Regions from separate parts of the Sus scrofa genome. Here region 1 is linked to region 2. Evidence: chromatin contacts called from public HiChIP or PLAC-seq data. All regions are on one chromosome and are shown on one strand. Each heading gives the region's core, a stretch centred on a gene start, on an enhancer-like site or on the middle of the called end of the contact. The rest is flanking DNA. Distances are from core to core; before and after follow the strand shown.

The links. HiChIP or PLAC-seq counts read pairs in DNA pulled down with a chosen protein or histone mark.
Region 1: a contact with region 2 is called in an H3K27ac HiChIP or PLAC-seq map of alveolar macrophages. The contact joins the promoter of CYP3A29 here to the promoter of ZKSCAN5 in region 2. A contact is called at or near these places in 1 of 5 promoter capture datasets (liver) and 1 of 2 datasets of contacts at active chromatin or transcription factors (alveolar macrophages).

Annotation. Positions count from the first base shown.
Region 1 is chr3:6,736,393-6,740,854 of Sscrofa11.1, reverse strand. CYP3A29 (cytochrome P450 3A29) reads right to left here and starts at 2,353. Exons shown (of 15, transcript NM_214423.1): 1 at 2,220-2,353. The coding sequence starts at 2,290.
Region 2 is chr3:6,439,527-6,444,455 of Sscrofa11.1, reverse strand. ZKSCAN5 (zinc finger protein with KRAB and SCAN domains 5) reads right to left here and starts at 2,141. Exons shown (of 5, transcript XM_013995381.2): 1 at 2,006-2,141; 2 at 1-118. The coding sequence starts at 15. LOC106509641 (a long non-coding RNA gene) reads right to left here. Exons shown (of 2, transcript XR_001307332.2): 2 at 4,588-4,929.

The sequences.
Region 1 (4,462 bases), core at 1,104-3,603, 300 kb before region 2:
GTGCAGTCTAAAATATGGCACAAATGAACCTAGGTATACAATATAAACAGAGTCACAGACATAGAGAACAAATTTTTTGTTACCAGGGGTGGGGCCTGAGGGGAGGGAATGGGTTGGCAGGAAGTTGGGATTAACAGAAGCAAAGGATTCCATTTAGAATGAAGAGACGTTAAGTCCAAGGCCCTTCTGTATACCTCAGGGAACTATAGCCAATCTCCTGGGATAGACCATGATGGAAAACTATATGTATATAGTTTGCTATATTGAAGAAATTGGCACAACACTATAAATCAACTATACTTTCAATTTTTTTTAAAGTGATGCCAAAACATTGAATGAATGTGTCTGAATTAATTGGTCCCAAGGAAAGATCTGGTCCAGTGTCTAACCACACATGATTTCATATAAAGGCAGAGTGTGGTCTGGGTGAATTCTTGGATTGCTTTCCAGCTTCGCATGGTTTGGGAAAGCTGCTTTGAGTAAAAAGGAAGGGCCTTACAATAAAGCCAATCATTCTTATTGTGTTCACACTGTGCTGGTATCAGGAAAACACTGTCTGCAGCTACTGACTCTTGGCGGCAGTAGTATCTTCTAAGGCTACTGTGACGTTTGCCTGGTACTGACACTACCTAATAACAGCCCCAGGGCCAGATGGACCACACATCATGTGACTTAGATGGTGACCCACCCCAGGCTTCAAGCAGATGAGATGCCAACTCTGCTGACCTCTGGTGGGACCAGGTCAGACGATCATCTCTGGGAGGTCTGCTCTGAGGAATGAGGACTATTCTTCCCTGCATCCTGACCCTCCCAGGATGCCTCCCCCATTATCACTGGCTCCCAGGCACACTTAACTCCCATGAGAGATTAAAATAACCTGCTGGCAGGTGTATTTAAAACAATCTATATCACAGAAGTATACATTTTTATACTAGATTTCATTTTCCTGACATGATGCTAGAAGTGTGAGCTTATTTACCAACTTTTATGGTCAAAAATACTGGAAAGCAGACCTCTTTTATCCTTTAGAAAGAACATGTGGGAAATTGTCTTATATCATTAACAAATCTATGATGAAGAATGAATTAAAAGCTATCAATTTTAAAATGTCAGGAGACAGAAAACGTGTTGCACATACCTGAATCACTATCGTTACTTTCCAAGAATTAAAACATTTATAGAGTTCATGTCATCATGACTTCTTGCTGTTTTCTAATAACAGTGAAATTGAGATAGAAGTCAAATGTGACATGGAGATGGGCCTTTCCTACCCACTCCTTTAAAGTAATCCCTTTCCCAGCCTGTTCTGTGGTGTCAAGAATCCCACACTGTTAGATGACCGTGATTCCTTGTCTAGTACTGTACTTAAAGGGAAAAAATAATTATAATACAAGTTGGAGTTTGGGACTTGCATGGGTCGTGAGCAGATTTCATATCATAGGGAAAATAAGTTTCTGTGTTAATGATAATCCTTCCAGAGATAGGAGGGAAAAGTGAAAGAAATGAATAAAATATCCAGATTTCTGCCAAGTCTCCTCTGTTCTACAGATTTCTGATTTGGGAGGTAGAGAGTTGTGCATAGAAAGAGTGGGGGATGGCACTCTTAGAGATGAGTGCCAAAGAGGGGGCATGGCGTGGGGGGGGAAGCTGAGTCTAAGAGACGGGCAATGTCTCCAGCCCCTGGGTGACCAGGTGCCTTATGTGAATGACACCTGGGGTAGGAGAAAGGGGACCAGGAACCCCTGAGTGACACAGGGGCCAGCTGCTCTACACATCTCTGGCAGCAGACCCAGAACCCAGAAGGTGAAGACAATGGGACAAAAACCCAGTTGACTTCATGTCTCCAGGACCCCCAGAGCTTGGGAAGGGAAGGGTACCCCCACTGCACAGGGACCCATTGGTTAAAATCTTCCTCTGGTGGATTCTGGTCCATGGAAACGGGTGGTCCACCAGAAGATCTTCCCTGGGAGCAAATAATGTCACTAAACTCTGCCAACTACAGAAAATAGGCACTTGGGGGCAGGAGGTTGGTTACTCCTTCCACGGGACTGAGTCAATGTCAATAATATCAATAATACTCCCTTTGCTGTTTGTGGACCCACAGCTTAAGCACCCTTCCCTCCATTAAATCTGATCTTCAAATCAGTAAAGGGAAAGGGAGACCTGATTAACACCTAAGGCCAAGGTTACAGAGCAGACAAGTCTGGACGGCTACTCACAGATAGAGGAGCACCAGGCTGGTAGCCAGGAGAACCCAGGTCTCTGTGGAAAAGCCTGGGATCAGGTCCATGGCCACTGTCCTCGTGATTCTCTCCTCGGATTTTCCTTTTAGCTGGTTGTGCTGCGCTTTGCCTGCTGCTTTCACACCCAGTGATGACTCGCTGAGGCTGAAAGATTTATATGCTGGGAAGTGGGTGGAGCTGGGGTTGCAGCCAGTGAAAAAACACCAGTGCTCTTCCTGCAGGAGCCCTCCCCCCCTTGATAGTTGGCAAAGCACCATGGACAGTCAAGTTTGACCTCCTTTGAACTCATATTCTGTGCGAATTCAATAACAACTCAATAAGTGTTATCAGTAAGTCCAAAGGTTACAGAACTCAAATAAAACCACTAGCCATTAATCTCCTATAAAATGCCATGTCTCCCTTAAGCTGCCTGCACTCCAAAATACTTGAAATCCTCCAGACAACCTATATCTACAAATATTTACCCATGCAGTTTCCGCTGCCTAGAAATACCCCTCCTTCCCCAATAAGGCACCTTCTCATTCTTCAAATCTCAGCTCAGAAAGAATAGTCTATCTTAGAGTCATCCCTAACCAGCTTCCTTTACCAGGAATAACCACTTCCACTTCTAGGCAATTCCTATCCGCCTGAGCACAATTCTATTATCCTCCAGGACCCTGGTTTGTTTCCAAACCTGTTCCCTTACAGATCGAGGTTGTGGACACAGTCTGAGTATTAGTCACCCTTCCATCCTTGGTACCTAGCAGAGGTGGGCATCAGAAAGGTTGGTAGACTTGAATTGGTCGTCATGAGAAATCTGGGCCCCTGTGTTTCCTTTCCCTGTGACTCTTTGGTGACCACACCATATTCCTGGATAGTTAATGCAACAGAGGGCCTGGTGGGCCTTGGCCACCATCACTGGACATTCTAGATTATCCATCAGCATTCTATTGACAAGAGGGCTCCAGAAAGAGATGCAGGACTTGGAGGAGATGGTGATAGCTATACCAAAAACATTAATTTGGGCTGATTTCTATCCCACTGAGAGAGTCTTGCAGTAGACAGTGAGTCAGACAGAAGTGAAACAAGAAAGGACCTCTCTCTATAGGAAGACCACCACTTCTCAAACAATGGGTGTGAAGGGTGTGACGCAGGAAAGAAACCCAATGGCCAAGTGGACCCCAACCTCCTTATCCACCGAGATGTAGCTCATACAGCACAAAGGTCTCAAAAATGTTGGCATGATATTTTCATCCAGGGCAAAGGGCATCAGATTGGATGCCCCACTCTTTGACCAGTAGGGATTTTTCTTTAATGCAGCTGGTAGGAGGAGTCCTATAGACAGCTAGAAGTTGGGTGTCACCTGGGAGACACTGCCATACACCTGATGGGAGAGAAATTCATCCAGCTCATTAGTCTCCCTCTGAACCAAGTTTTGCATCTGTTTGGCAGAGAACCATGGACGATGTAAAAACCAAACCTCTGATGTTCTTAAACCTCAACGGAAATGGAAGACATTTAAGCGGCCCTTGTGCACTTCTCTCTCTCTTTATCCTTTTTCACTTTCAGTTCTTCTGGCCCGAAAGTCCCCAGAGCTGCCTCACACTGACCTGAGTGGGTGAGTGGCTCATTGGTAGCATGCAGTGAGTCCCAGCTCTGTCACTTGCCCTCTTTGATTTTCTGGGGAATGTGTCGTGCAGCATGAAATTTCTACCATCATCATTTGTCATCTTTGGGTTCAGGCTTTCTCCAGGAGGCACCTCTTAAAATCCAGAGCTGCCACTGGAAATTGTAATGTGTGAGTATACCTATTCCTCTGTGCATTGATTCAAAGCCAAGTGGGTGACTGTCAGGTCCAGGTCCTGTGCTGGGCTGTGGGCTATAAGCCATACAGTCCCCTCCCTTGGGAGCAGCCTCCCCATGGAGGCAGTGAGACATACAGCCAGGCCCAGAGTGGGGCACACCTCTGGAATCTCTGGGAAGTGGAGCCCTAAAGAGAGGTAACCAGGAGAGAAGAAGGTGCAAGGTGGAATATCAACAAAGGACAGAATTTGGAAGCTCAAAGATGATCCCGAGGCAAAGTAGGATAGAAAGTCCTAGGCATTCTCATGTGTTTCTGTCCCCTTTTCGTACCTCCTCTGGGCACCATGAAGTAGAATCATGTAGAAACTGAGGCTCATTGGTAGCATGCAGTGAGTCCCAGCTCTGTCACTTGCCCTCTTTGATTTTCTGGGGTGTGT
Region 2 (4,929 bases), core at 892-3,391:
TTCTGTCATTATCATTCCAACTCAGAGGCAGAGCTCTCCAGGTAAGCCGGGGGGCACGGATCAACTTTGTTCTCTGCTCCTTGAGATCTTCTGAAGGACACGTTCATTAGCTTGCAACCTACTGGTACATTGGGAACCATTATTAGCAAAGAGAGGACACAAATGACCACTCAGCAACTCAACAACTAATGATATACGGAAACGACACTTAAAAATGTGGACTACAGGAGTTCCGTCATGGCTCAGCAGTTAACGAACCTGACTAGCATCCGTGAGGATGCGCTCGCTCAACGGGTTAAGGATCTGGCATTGCCATGAGCTGTGGTGTAGGTGGCAGAGGAGGCTTGGAGCCCACATTGCTGTGGTTGTGGTGTAGGCCGACAGCTGCAGCTCTGATTTGACCCATAGCCTGGGAACCTGCATATGCTGAGGGTGTGACCCTAAAAAGACAAAAAAAAAAAAAAAATGTGGGCTATAGGGAGTTCCCCTTGTGATTCAACAGGAACAAACCCAACTAGTATCCATAAGGATGCAGGTTCAATCCCTGGCCTTGGCCGGGGGTTAAGGATCTGGTGTTGCCCTGAGCTGACGTGTAGGTCCAAGATGCTCAGATTCTGCGTGGTTGTGGTGTAGGCCGACAGCTGCAGCCCCGATTGGACCCATAGCCTGGGAACCTCCATATGCTGAGGGTGTGGACCTAAAAAAAAAAAAAAAAAGTGTACTACAAAACAGCCATCCCTCCACCCACAAAATAATGACCAACACTGAAAAAGTGTAAAGGAGGTAGTTCTCTTCTGGCTCAGAGGATTAAGGACCTGGTGTCACTACAGAGGCTGGGGCAGCTGTGGTGGCTGGAGTTCTATCCCCGGCTCATTAATTTCCACATGGCCCAGGTGCGGACAAAATAAATTAAGAAAAAGGGTAAAGGACAGCAATAAAAATTTGACATCGAGCCTAATCAAATACAATTTTAGTGCTTAAGAGCATTAAATCTCATATAAAAAAAACAGGACAAAACTTACTAACTAGTCCAGACGCAGCCGCTCCTTCTCTACCACAAGCCAACTTAAGTCAGAACAGAGGTCAAAAACAGTACAACGGTCAAAACTGGCCCTGTCCTTCTCAAGCCACAAGAGCTTGACAGGCCAACGGGAGACTTCATGGGTCCCGAAGAGAACCAGGGTTTTAAGTACCGATTTTGCACCTGGATTCCTCACAATCGCCCCTGACCCCGAGCCACGGAAACCGGCCCGGTCAAGGTTAGGGACAGGACCATGGTCTGGACACAGAGGCCTGTCCTCAAGGCCCCAGTCCCGGGGAGCTCTGCTGGAAGACCAGGCTCCTGCGGCCAAGGCTGGGAAGACGGGTTTCTTCTCACAAACGAAGAGAAAGCCGAACCCGACACTTCCCAACACTTCCTCGCCGGAAGTAAGCAAGTCCAAGCTGTCCCTGACCAACGGTGTAGAGCCATAAACCCCACCCCCGAGAGTACTTCCGAGTCCTCTCTAGGAATCCCGGAGGCCCTCTCCTCGCAGCGGGCGGGAAGTGCTCGCCCCAGGCTCCGCCCTAACCCCGCCCCCGAGGGGCTGTGGCCAATCAGCGGGGAGATAGGGCGCCGGCCCAGGATGCCCGTCCAACCTCCAGAAACACAGCCGTTCCCCGCCCACCGATCCGCAGGTCCAGCGTTGCTAGGGCCGGAGAGAAAACCGACCCGCCTTCGTCCTCACTCAACCCCAAACCATTTAAACGGCCCGAGCCCGCCCCTTTATTGGATTGGGGGCAGAGGACGGGGCCTTAGATGTCCCGAGGGCTTGCTAAGGCAACAGTTGCCACTGTCTGGTTGGCCGTGGGACTTGCGCTCCTTCAGCCCCACGCTCTGAGCCCCAGTTCCAAGTAGGTCTGTAGCTCTCGGCGAGCCCGCACCCTTACTTCTCTTTAATGGACCGTTTGGTTTCTTCATCTGAAACCTCGCCACTCCCCGCACCCTGCCTCCAGACACACCCACCTCTTTACCACAGCCGTCAGCTCAGGTGCTGAAACCTCCGACGTCAGACCCGCGAGCCCCTGGAGCCAGCGGCCCCAGGGACTACACTCCCAGAAAGCGCCGCGCGGGCCACGTCCTTCAGCCAATAGGGCCACGGCTCTCTTCGCAGCCTCGGTCTCGCGAGCCTATCAAAATGTGAGATTGGGAGGCGTTTCTTCCGCGCCTGCATTGGAAGGCTGAGTGCGTCGGCATAGGGTCTACTACGGGCTGCGGAGGGTGGGGGCGGAAGTACCGCATCCTTTCAAAGAAGAGCCGTCTATTCAGGGCTTCTCTGGGATCCAAGGGGGTCCCATCTTTAATAAGCCCTCGTTTTGTTATCCGTTTACAAAGCTGTTCGACAGGCAGAACGAGAGTCACCGTATTACGAGTCTCGAAGATGAATGAGGCCAACCGACACTGAATCAGAAGGCATACATCCTTGGATACTCCAGGACAGTTTTGTTTGTTTTAATGTCTATTGTGAATTTTCACTCAAATCAGGAATGGGGTTTTGAGAACGCCTTGCTAGCGCCATGGTCCAGCTTATGGGAATGAAGAACTGCAGAAAGTCACCTATCTCCGCTGGAGACGCTTAAATTGACACTGCGGTATGTTTGGTCAATGTAGTATTTGTATGCTTTCACTTTTGACATTTAAAATTGTTAAAAGTTCAGACAAAACAAACACCAGAAGTAAAAGCAATACATCAATGAAGTAATAATTAGTAAAAGTTTATTGTGCACACGTCAAAAAGCTTACAAACCGGTAGCATTCAAACATGGAAAGAAACTTTATGTTATAAAGCATCTTCTATCGTGTGGAGACGGTGACTGTTTATTCTTCACAGTGATTGGTTACAGTATTAAGAATTTTTTTTAGAGGGAATTGGTTAGTAGTTACTTCATATCGAGTTGGGGGAACAATGTAAGTCTTGCTGAGGATTTTCAGAGGCATAAGCAAGAAATACCCAGGTCAGTTAGCCTGGCTTGTCTTGCAAAATGAGCTAAATGAAACTTTGCTCTTATGACTAAACTGGTTTTGTCTGCTCAAGAAATTTTCAAGTCTGGTCTACCTTTGTTTTTTATTTTAACAGAACATTGCATAGTGTCACTTTTAAAAAGTGGATCTTTGATCCATTAATAAGTATCTTGGTGTACGAGAGGAAGTATAAATCTAACTTTCTCTTTTCCTGAATCATTAGTCGGTTGTCTCAACATTTACAAGAAATTCTATCTTTATTCCTCATTGATTTGTGATGCTGCCTTTATCACAAGTTAATTTTGCATGTGTTTTGAGATTTGTTTCTAAATTTTCTATACTGTTCCATTCGTCTGTTTGTCTACACGTGGGATAATATCATGTTGTGTTCATTTACTGAGGTTAATCATTGGTTTTAATATCTCTAAGAGTGAGTGCCCCCCAATTTTGTTTCCTTTTCAGAGTATCCTAGTTCCTTTGATATTCTCCAATTAAGATTCAGTTTTTCTGGTTCGGGAAGAATTCTGTATTAAAATCATTCGTGATTTATACTGACTTAGAGAGAACTGACATCTGTACAAAGGTGATTTTCCTATCCGGGAAAATGGTATGTCTTTCCCTTGTGGAAAAAGCCCTACTTTTGGATCCTTAAAGTTTTCTTCATATAGGAATTGATAAAAGAAGATGCGATGTGTGTAAATATGAATGAATGATAATGGAATATTACTCAGCTATAAAAAGAATGATATCTTGCCATTTGTGACAACATGGATGGATCTAGAGGGCATTATGCTAAGTGAAATGTCAGACAGAGGAAGACAAATACCATACAATTTCACTTATATGTGGAATCTAAAAGCAGGAAGGTTCCCTGGTGGCACAGTGGGTTAAGGACCCCGGCATTGCCATAATCATGGCACAGGTCGCAACTGCAATGCAGGTTCGATCCTGGCCCAGGAACTTCTACATGCTGCAGGCGCAGCCAACCCACATACCTCCCCCCAAAACAAATAAACATAACAAAACAGAAACAGACTCATACATACAGAGAACAAATAAGTGGTTGCCAGAGGGGAGGGGAGTGAGGGAATGAAAAGTTTAAAAAATTGTAACCCATGTGAGGCAATGAATCCTATTTAACTTGATTGTGATCTTATCACAGTGTAGATTTATATGAAATGCATTGTACACCTTAAATATATACATATTTGTCAAGTATACCTCCAAGATGAAAAAAAATTTTAATAAAGTTTTCTTCCTATAGGTGTGTTACCTATCGTGTGTTTATTCCCAAGTATTCTGTTATATTGCAAATCGAGTTGGTCTGGGTTTTTTTTGTTTTTGTTTTTGTTTTGTCTTTTTGCTATTTCTTTGGGCTGCTCCCGCAGCATATGGAGGTTCCCAGGCTAGGGGTCCAATCGGAGCTGTAGCCACCGGCCTACGCCAGAGCCACAGCAACGCAGGATCCGAGCCGCGTCTGCAACCTACACCACAGCTCACGGCAACGCCGGATCGTTAACCCACTGAGCAAGGGCAGGGATCGAACCCGCAACCTCATGGTTCCTAGTCAGATTCGTTAACCACTGTGCCACGACGGGAACTCCCTTTCTTTTTTTTTTTTTTTTTGGTCTGGTTTTTAAAGAGTATTATCTGGTAGCTTGTGTTGTATAACAAATGATCCCCAATCTTTAGTGACCTAAAAAAGAAACCATTTATTTATCGAGGGGCTCTGTGGGCTGGCAGTTTGGCCTGGGCTCATGCGGATGGCTCTTTGCCTCTTCTGCCTCTGGTCCCTGCCAGTGAGGTAGGCAGTTGGTCATCAGCAGCTCCAGGGACTACATCTCCCAAGAAGCCTCGCGCCAATCATGCTCTCTAGCCAACGGGGACTTTGTGGCCATTTTTGCATTATACCACAATGAAACATACCA